2 separate regions of the Hordeum vulgare genome follow, and region 2 is linked to region 1. Evidence: chromatin contacts called from public Hi-C data. All regions are on one chromosome and are shown on one strand. The core of a region is the stretch at or near the end of the contact, and the rest is flanking DNA. Distances in the headings are between cores, read along the strand shown.

The links. Hi-C and Micro-C count contacts between places; a contact is called where the count stands out from the background.
Region 2: a contact with region 1 is called in a Hi-C map of leaf, with 7 times the contacts expected there. The contact joins two enhancer-like sites. A contact is called at or near these places in 3 of 6 Hi-C or Micro-C datasets (leaf and seedling).

Annotation. Positions count from the first base shown.
Region 1 is chr7H:537,042,865-537,046,828 of MorexV3_pseudomolecules_assembly, reverse strand. No RefSeq gene overlaps it. Among protein-coding and RNA genes, the nearest start is that of LOC123410117, 87 kb to the right of the region's middle. Within about 2 kb of position 1,753, at least 2 of the 3 cell types and tissues checked have open chromatin away from gene starts, as enhancers often do. A contact at or near this core is called in leaf, where this site is marked.
Region 2 is chr7H:537,583,040-537,587,003 of MorexV3_pseudomolecules_assembly, reverse strand. No RefSeq gene overlaps it. Among protein-coding and RNA genes, the nearest start is that of LOC123412943, 36 kb to the left of the region's middle. Within about 2 kb of position 1,908, at least 2 of the 3 cell types and tissues checked have open chromatin away from gene starts, as enhancers often do. A contact at or near this core is called in leaf, where this site is marked.

The DNA of each region.
Region 1 (3,964 bases), core at 504-3,003:
ACGCCTTCTAAACTGTTATGGGGGTAGTAGTTGACAATGATATCAAGCGAATGTGATTAAACACGTGGTTTCTCAGAAACCATGTCATCGCATCGGCCATGGAAGTTCTGTGGTTTCCTACCAGCGTGTCCACGTGGAGTCGGTGATGGGGTGTCATTGGCTACAGTAAATGAGAGATCAAGTGTTCATCGCACCCAACCAGGGGGAGGGTGTCACACGAGGGATCAAGCCAAATTGTGCCCTCACCAGGTGACCAACGGCAAACTATTTTTGGTATGCTAAAATAGGTCCTACAAAGAGAGAAAGTTTTATGACAAATCAACTAAAGCCATCAATACAAACATATTAAGGCAAAAGGATCTCCAAATATATATATCGCTAAACAAAGCTGAAAGGTTTTTTTGTGATATTAGTTTGCTAGGTTAAGCTCATTGAACGACATAATTTTTCTGCGTTGGCAAGCAACAAGCATGCAAAAAAATACCCACCAATTGATCCTTAATTCCATCCATCTTTTTTGAGTGGTTCCTTAATTCCATCTTCCTTTTAATATATCTTTTGAGGGATTACTTTTATTATTATTTTTCCTAATTAACTTTTTGAGAACTTATTACAATTTTTAGAGAACATTTCTAAAATGAATCGGTGTGCTTCATGTCCACTGGCTTAGTGTGGCCCATCACTAAACTATCCACGTTTTATGCAAAGAAGAAAGAAAAGGCCCAAGGCACAAGGCCCAATTTGCTAGAGGAGAAAACGTTCGGGGTGTTTCTTGGAATTCCCTATACGCCGCGCATTGCGACAAGTAATCGCCGCTTCGCACACGGGAAGCTCTCACTAGGCCGGCCCTTTTGGATGGTTTTGATTCGCGAGATAAAACACCGCAAAACGTGTTTGTGCTAGGTATCGAATCGACAACATCCTGATGAGGTACAAGCTACGCTAGCGACACCGATTGAATCATGTACTTGAATGAATAACAACGCAAAATCTAAACAAAACTAACAGCGACGGTAAAACTTAAAACCAATTCGCGCAAACTTTTTTTTTAATTTTCTTCACTCACTTATTCAATTCTTTTTTTTTTCTGTTTTTGTTTCAAAAATGTTCTGAATTTTAAAAAATGTTTCGTAATTTCATAAAATGTTCCAGAATTTGAAAGACATTCTGAATTTTAAAAAATGTTCTGGAATTTGAAAAATGTTCCAGAACTTAAAAAATGTTCCGGCATTTTAAAAAATGTTTCGGAATTTGAAAAATGTTACTGAATTGTATAAAATGTTCCGAAAGTTAAAAAAATGCTCAGGAATTTGGAAAATTATTCTGGAATTTGAAAAATGTTCCGGAATTTGAAAAAAAATATTCCGGAATTTCAATAATGTTCCGGAATTTCATAAAATAATCTGGAATTTAAAAATGTTCAGGAATATGGAAAAATATACTGGAATTTAAAAATATGTTCCGGATTTAAAGAATGTTCCGGAAATTATAAAAATGATCCAGAATTTTGGAAAAACTTTCTAGATTTTTAAAAAAATGTTCCGAAATTTGGGAAAATGTTCTGGAATATTGATGAAAATATTTAGAACATTAGAAAAATATTACAAAATCTAAACAAAGGTTTCGGAATTTGAAGAAAACATATACACAATAATTTCATTTTTTTGAAAAAAACAATCCGTGCCGGCCCAGTTGTGGGAAGCCAAATATGGGCTGGCCTAATACGAACGGTACAGCACGAACGTGATAGCTACACCATGGGTCGACCCAGTCTGGATTCACTATGTGCGTCAGGTGCCTATTTCACGCAAAATGCGTCAAATAGGAGCTCCCGTGTTTCTTAATCAAACGCAACTTTTCATACAGAGCAGACACGCCTCAGACAGATCAGGGGAGGAACTTGTCTGCTCGCACGTGGTAGCTCCTACATGCCGCATTCTGCGGCAGGGAGTCCCTCGGTCGCATAGGGCGGTCGCCCGACGGGGTCGTCCCAGTTCCTTTGTTTTCTTTTTATTTTTCTTCCTTTCTTCTTATTTCCTTTCATTTTTTCATTTTTGGTTCGTTTTTCTTTCCTTTTTTCTTTTTGTCATTGAATTATAAAAACGAACTAAAGTTGAATTTCCTAATCATTTTTTTGAAAACATGGACATTTTTTAAACTGTGAACAATTTAAAAAATGCGAACAAATTTGGAAGCACAATTTTTTTATATTGTTGAAACATTTTTAAATTATATTTCTTTTGAAAATTTGTTTGAACATCCAGATAATTTATTAAAAAACCAAAAACATTTTCCTAATTTGAAGAACATTTTTTGAAGATCCAGAACATTTTTTGAGAAATACAGAATTATTGTTGAAAAATATCAGGAAATTGTAAATTTCCAGAACATTTTTCTAAATTTTGGAATATTTTTTAAAATTCCAGAGAAACAATTCAAATTGTGGAACATTTTTGCAAATTTTGAAACATTTTTGAAAATTGCGGGTCATTTTTTAAAGTTCCTGAACATTTTATTGAAATCCCGAACGTTTTTTCAAATTCTGGAACATTTTTTAAACATTCGGGACATTTTTATATATTCTGAATCATTTTTTAAACATTCCAGAACATTTCGGATCATTTTTGAAACATTCCGGAACATTTTTTCAAATTGCCGAACTTTTTTTAAAATTCTGGAACGTTTTTTCAAAAATCCAAAACATTTTCTAAATTCCACAACATTTTTTGAAATTCTGAAATATTTTTTAAAACTCCGGCAAATTCTGGAATATTTTTTCAAATTCTGGAATATTTTTTAATAATCCAGAACATATTCCAAACAGAAACAGAAAAAAAACATAAAGAAAAAAGAAAACAAAAACAAAAGGGTTCCAAAACCGGGATCGGTGAAAACAGAAACAGAAATTCTAGAAAGTTTCCAAAACCAAAAAAAAACCGACTAAAAACCTCTAGAAGGTTTTCAAAACCGGGATCGGTGAAAGTGTTAATGGGACGGCACAAATCCCATCGTTCGCTCGCACCTCCTGTACAAAGCGGTGACTACTTACCGCATTGAGCGGCGTATAGAAAACTCCCTCGCACGTACTGGCTGGGGGGGGGGGGGGGCTTGGTCCCGGGGCGGCCGCCTGGCATTTCCATTTTTTATTAGCTCTGAAGGAATATTTGCATTTAATTTTACCATCAGGGCCTTTGGGACCAACCACAAACTTCAGATGCATCATAGTATCCAACGTGATAGCAATCACAAACCTCCTTCTACCACACCATTCCCCAAGAGAGTCGTGAAAAAGCTGAAACTCATGAGGCTCCACAGCAAAAATGGTGGAACAGAGCGATAAATCAAAACCACTCCGCACCTCTGATACGACGATAACCTCTACAATGGCCGCATTACTAACAAGTGCGGAAGACACCTCGACCGCGCCGCAATCGCCTTCGATGGGATCTGGGGTTGGTTCCCATAGCATAAGCATTTATCGAAATTCAGACATTCCGTCGATCAGCTGCGCGTCGTCTTCTTCTTTCTCTCCGTTTTCGATTCTAAGGTCGAACTCAAGTATTCCCTTTGGCCCAAAATAAGTATCGTAAATTTATAACTAAACTAGTACAAATTTTATACTAAATGCACAACAGTTATTTTAAAACGGAGGGAATAAAACGTTGCAGTGAAATGCAATGCCTCTCTTGGGGCCGGTCATCTGGATGAGCGAGGCCTCTTGCACAACGACACGATCTTCTCTGCCACGGCTGAACACATAGTTAAGCTTTAAATCGTACTCATCTCGTGCGGCTATGTATCCATATGTCATGTAGTCTATGTACGATGGCTCAAACAGAGTCTCCGTGCGGTCCGCGACATCGACCAAGTAATCCGTTTCATCTTTCCAATCAAACTGCTTTTTGTATATTGTCTTCGTTTCAAATAAATGCCGTTGATGTAGTATAAAATTTGTATTAAGTTA
Region 2 (3,964 bases), core at 659-3,158, 540 kb before region 1:
GGATTGTTGGTCCGATAGGGTAGAAAATTACGCAGATGGTCAAATTGATGTTCTTTGGAATTCACACATGTAAAAGTTACGCATACTTACCCTCTTTTGATCATGACCGGGGCATGCGATTTGACGATAGTATAATAGGCGTAGTGTGTGGATCAGACTAAATTTAAATTTTAAATTATGTATCTTTTACTGACGAACAAATACAGGATAGCGACCTTCAACATCCATGTCCGTGGACTGACTACTTTGTTCGCGTACGGATCTGAGAGAATATTTGCGAGTAGACATTAAAAATGCACATGCTCTCTCTCTCAAAAAAAAGAGATGCAGATGGTCTAATCCTTACCAGTATCATTCACACGACAAAGCGGGGCATAGCAATATGATTTTATCATTTTTATTGCTAAGTGGGTGGGCAACCATACCTACCCTGGTTGGCTGTTTCATAACGAAAATATCGCAAAGAAGAGAACATTTGCTCACTCTAAAGCACCCACTCTTTGCTACGTATGTACTTTCTCTGTTCTTAAATATAAGATCTTTTAAAAAATTCACTATGGACTACATACGAAGTAAAATGAGTGAATCTATATTCTAAAATATGTCTATATATACATCCGTATGCAGTTCATAGTGAAATCTCTAAAAGGTCTTATATTTAGGAACGGATGGAGTATTGTAGAGTACCCAGTAGCAAATAAAAGCTGCTATATATGAGGTGGTGTGCAGTTTGTGACATATGTTTAGGTAGTGCAGGTCCATTTTATTTCCCATTCTACTACTAACTAGTATTTTATCTGTCCTAAAATAACGGTTTCAACTTTATACAAGCTTTAATATAAAATTATACTAAACTTAAAACATTTATTTTAAGACGGATGGATATAAGACTTTAGGCCCCGATAAAAAAAACTACTCCAGTACTTATACATGCATCAGCTAGCTGCGAGCCCATCACACGCACGGACCGTCTTGCCAACCTACGAAGTACCACGCGTCGATGACACCGCCGGCGAGCGGCGGGCCGGCCACGCATGCATGCGGCGAAAGCATTATGCCTCTGCTGAATCAAACGTACACCGCTTAGCACGCACACACGCACCGACGCACGGGGCCTCAGCCTCCAACGAAAAACCCCGCAGCCATGCATGCATACACACGTTCCGAGCAAACTGCACGCGAGGCACGCGGCAGGACATGATCGAAATGATCGGGAAGGAAACTGGGAGCGCATGCCGGGGACGCATGTAGATGTAGGCGCAGGGCGGCAGGGGGTACGTAGAAGAAGCAATGGACGTGCCCGAGGTGGGGGGACGTGCATGGTCGCCGTTTCGTCGTGGTGGCGGTCTCATCAGACGAGCGTGGACGTACGCTGCCGTGCCGGATCGTGCATGGGTTGCCGGTTGAAGAAGGGAGCAGCGTGGAGCAGAGATTGATTGCTCCTTGCGTGTCTCCTTCCTCTGGCTTTCTTGATCCGCGGGAACCATGAGAAGGTGCAGGAGGAGGACGTACGTTGATCTGTTCTGTGCAGAGAACTCCTATTTTTACACATCATTGGTATATTTTTGGTGAACTGATCGCAGTAGCAAATAAAGATGCCATGGCATGGTAGGCCCGGCCTCCTGCCGCGACCTGTCTGTTGATATGTCTTTCCAGCCAGAGCACGGACCCCCCTTCCCCCGCACACACACACACACACACTCTCTCTCAATCATGTCCTTGATCATAAACTCGGCATTTAAGCTTGTGTTCAAACAGGCGTCAGAAAAGATATCGACCGATGAAAAGTTTTTTTTTTTTTTGAAAGCGACCGATGAAAAGTTGGAGCAAGGAGAAAGCCAGCTTTTCAAGCGTTGTCATGGGTGCATGTTCCGTGCTTTCATGGTCTTTTTCTAGGCTGACCGGTGGGGTAGAGGAGGCTACCTTGATTAACCTTGATTACCAGGATCTGCCGTTCTGTGGCGAATTTCGAAGGAAGCGTGTGATCCCTCGAGGAAAAGTGGTGACAAGACAAACTCGCAGCAAGTGGCATCTGAGTCAAAAACAAAAAAGCAGACGGGGAAAGGAGCCCCGATCGATCCAGCCTATATGTTGGCCAAGCTGAGCGAGACCCAACACATAAATCCAGGGTTTCAGTGGCGCACAGCGCAACAGCAACCAGATGAAGTATCCACCTTCCCAAAACAAGGCCACAAGCCCACAAGGACCGAACCCTTCAGCAAAGCCGAATCAATCGATCGCTTTCTGATGCCCCGAGCGAACAAAGATCGCTCTTCACGCGAGGAACGGTTTAGTAGAGATGAATAATTTTTTTTCAAAAAATAGCAGAAAAAATCAAAAAAATACAGACATTTGTTTGCAGCAAAGATGATCGAGTGTTCTAGCTGGGTGTAAAATTTCAGGATTTTCTGTGTTCTTTGCTATTTTTTGATTTTTTTTTCAAAATACTGTTCATTTGGGCGATGTCGCCACGTCAGAAAGAACAGTGATGGCGTGACGGCAGGTGCCACGTGTCGGCTGACATGCCTGTTGCCACGACCGGGGGGGGGGGGGGTCTTTTTTATCAATTTCATCTAGAGGTTTTTTTTTTCTTTCTAACAATTTGATTGTGCATGTAATCTTTTTGGACAAAAACTCGTGCTTCTTGTGTTTTTATCAGGCACCACTCCACATAAGATATATGTGTGTGTTTCACATAGTCACAATCATCTATGACATCTTTTTTTTGAAACAAGATATATGAGATCTTTGGTGTCTAGTGCTAGTATATGCCTCTTTCAATGCAAGGGTGCTTAGATGAAGCGCTAAGTGCATTAAATATCTTAACAACCCAACTCCCGAATGCATAGAGTGCTTAACTTGTTGTTGCTAAGCCCACTTTATTTAATGATATAGCATCTAAACTCTTTCATGCATTGGTCATCTTTTTTCATTGAAGTGTTTTGCCTAGGTTCACGTGCTTGACATTGGTTCTTTCTGGGGTCAACAAAGTGCTCTCTCTCGTTCTTAAATGATGTGCCATGTCACTTTCTTGCTTATGTGGCATGCTTAGCACCCATCCACCATGGAGCACTAGAAAGGGCCTAAGAACATCTACATCCTGTCTGTAGTACTAGTATTCTACTTCTTTATCCAATGCACAAGAATGCTAGGTAGGTTATTCTCAATATAAGTGTTTATTCATTTTTCATTGTACCAGAGTGCAGTAGATAATAGTGATGCCTAGTCCCGAAATAAAAAAAGTTTTTTATTTTTTTTAATAATAAATCCCTTGAAAAGTAATGATATGGAGGGCACCCATGGATACAGATAACCATGAATTGTGTGAGAATGGTGGAAAAGAAAATAAATTTTATTTTACATTTGGGAACCGCCTATGATTTATCTCGCATGGAAGATATTGGGAATTCTCGGTCGTTTTTGTTGACGGTAAAAGAATGCCCCTCAAAACAATTTTATCTCCCAATTTAAGCTATGAGCTCTCGCACCTCTAAATAGCCTCTACGATGTTTATGTTCAACATAGCCTCTACGATGTTTATGTTCATAGTGATTTATATCCTACTCATGCTTGCATCCAATGTTGGTTAATCTCAAAGCATGTTTATGACTGTTGTCGCTCTCTAGTTGGCCGCTTCCCAGTCTTTTGCTAGCCTTCACTTGTATTAAGCGAAAATACTGCTTGTGCATCCATCCCCATAAACCCAAAGTTGGTCCATATGATTCCACCATACCTACCTATTTGCGGTATTCACCTGCCGTTCTAAGTAAATTTGCATGTGCCATTCTCTAAACCTTCAAATAAATATTCTGCTTTGTATGCCCGAATCGCTCATGTAGTGACTAGGGGCTATCAGTATCTTCCATGCTATGTGGGTTATTCTCAAGATATGTGTTGATTCACTATCATTCACGAGAAAGTGGCTGATAATCGGGATGCCCAGTTCTGTGCTCAAAAGTCAAAT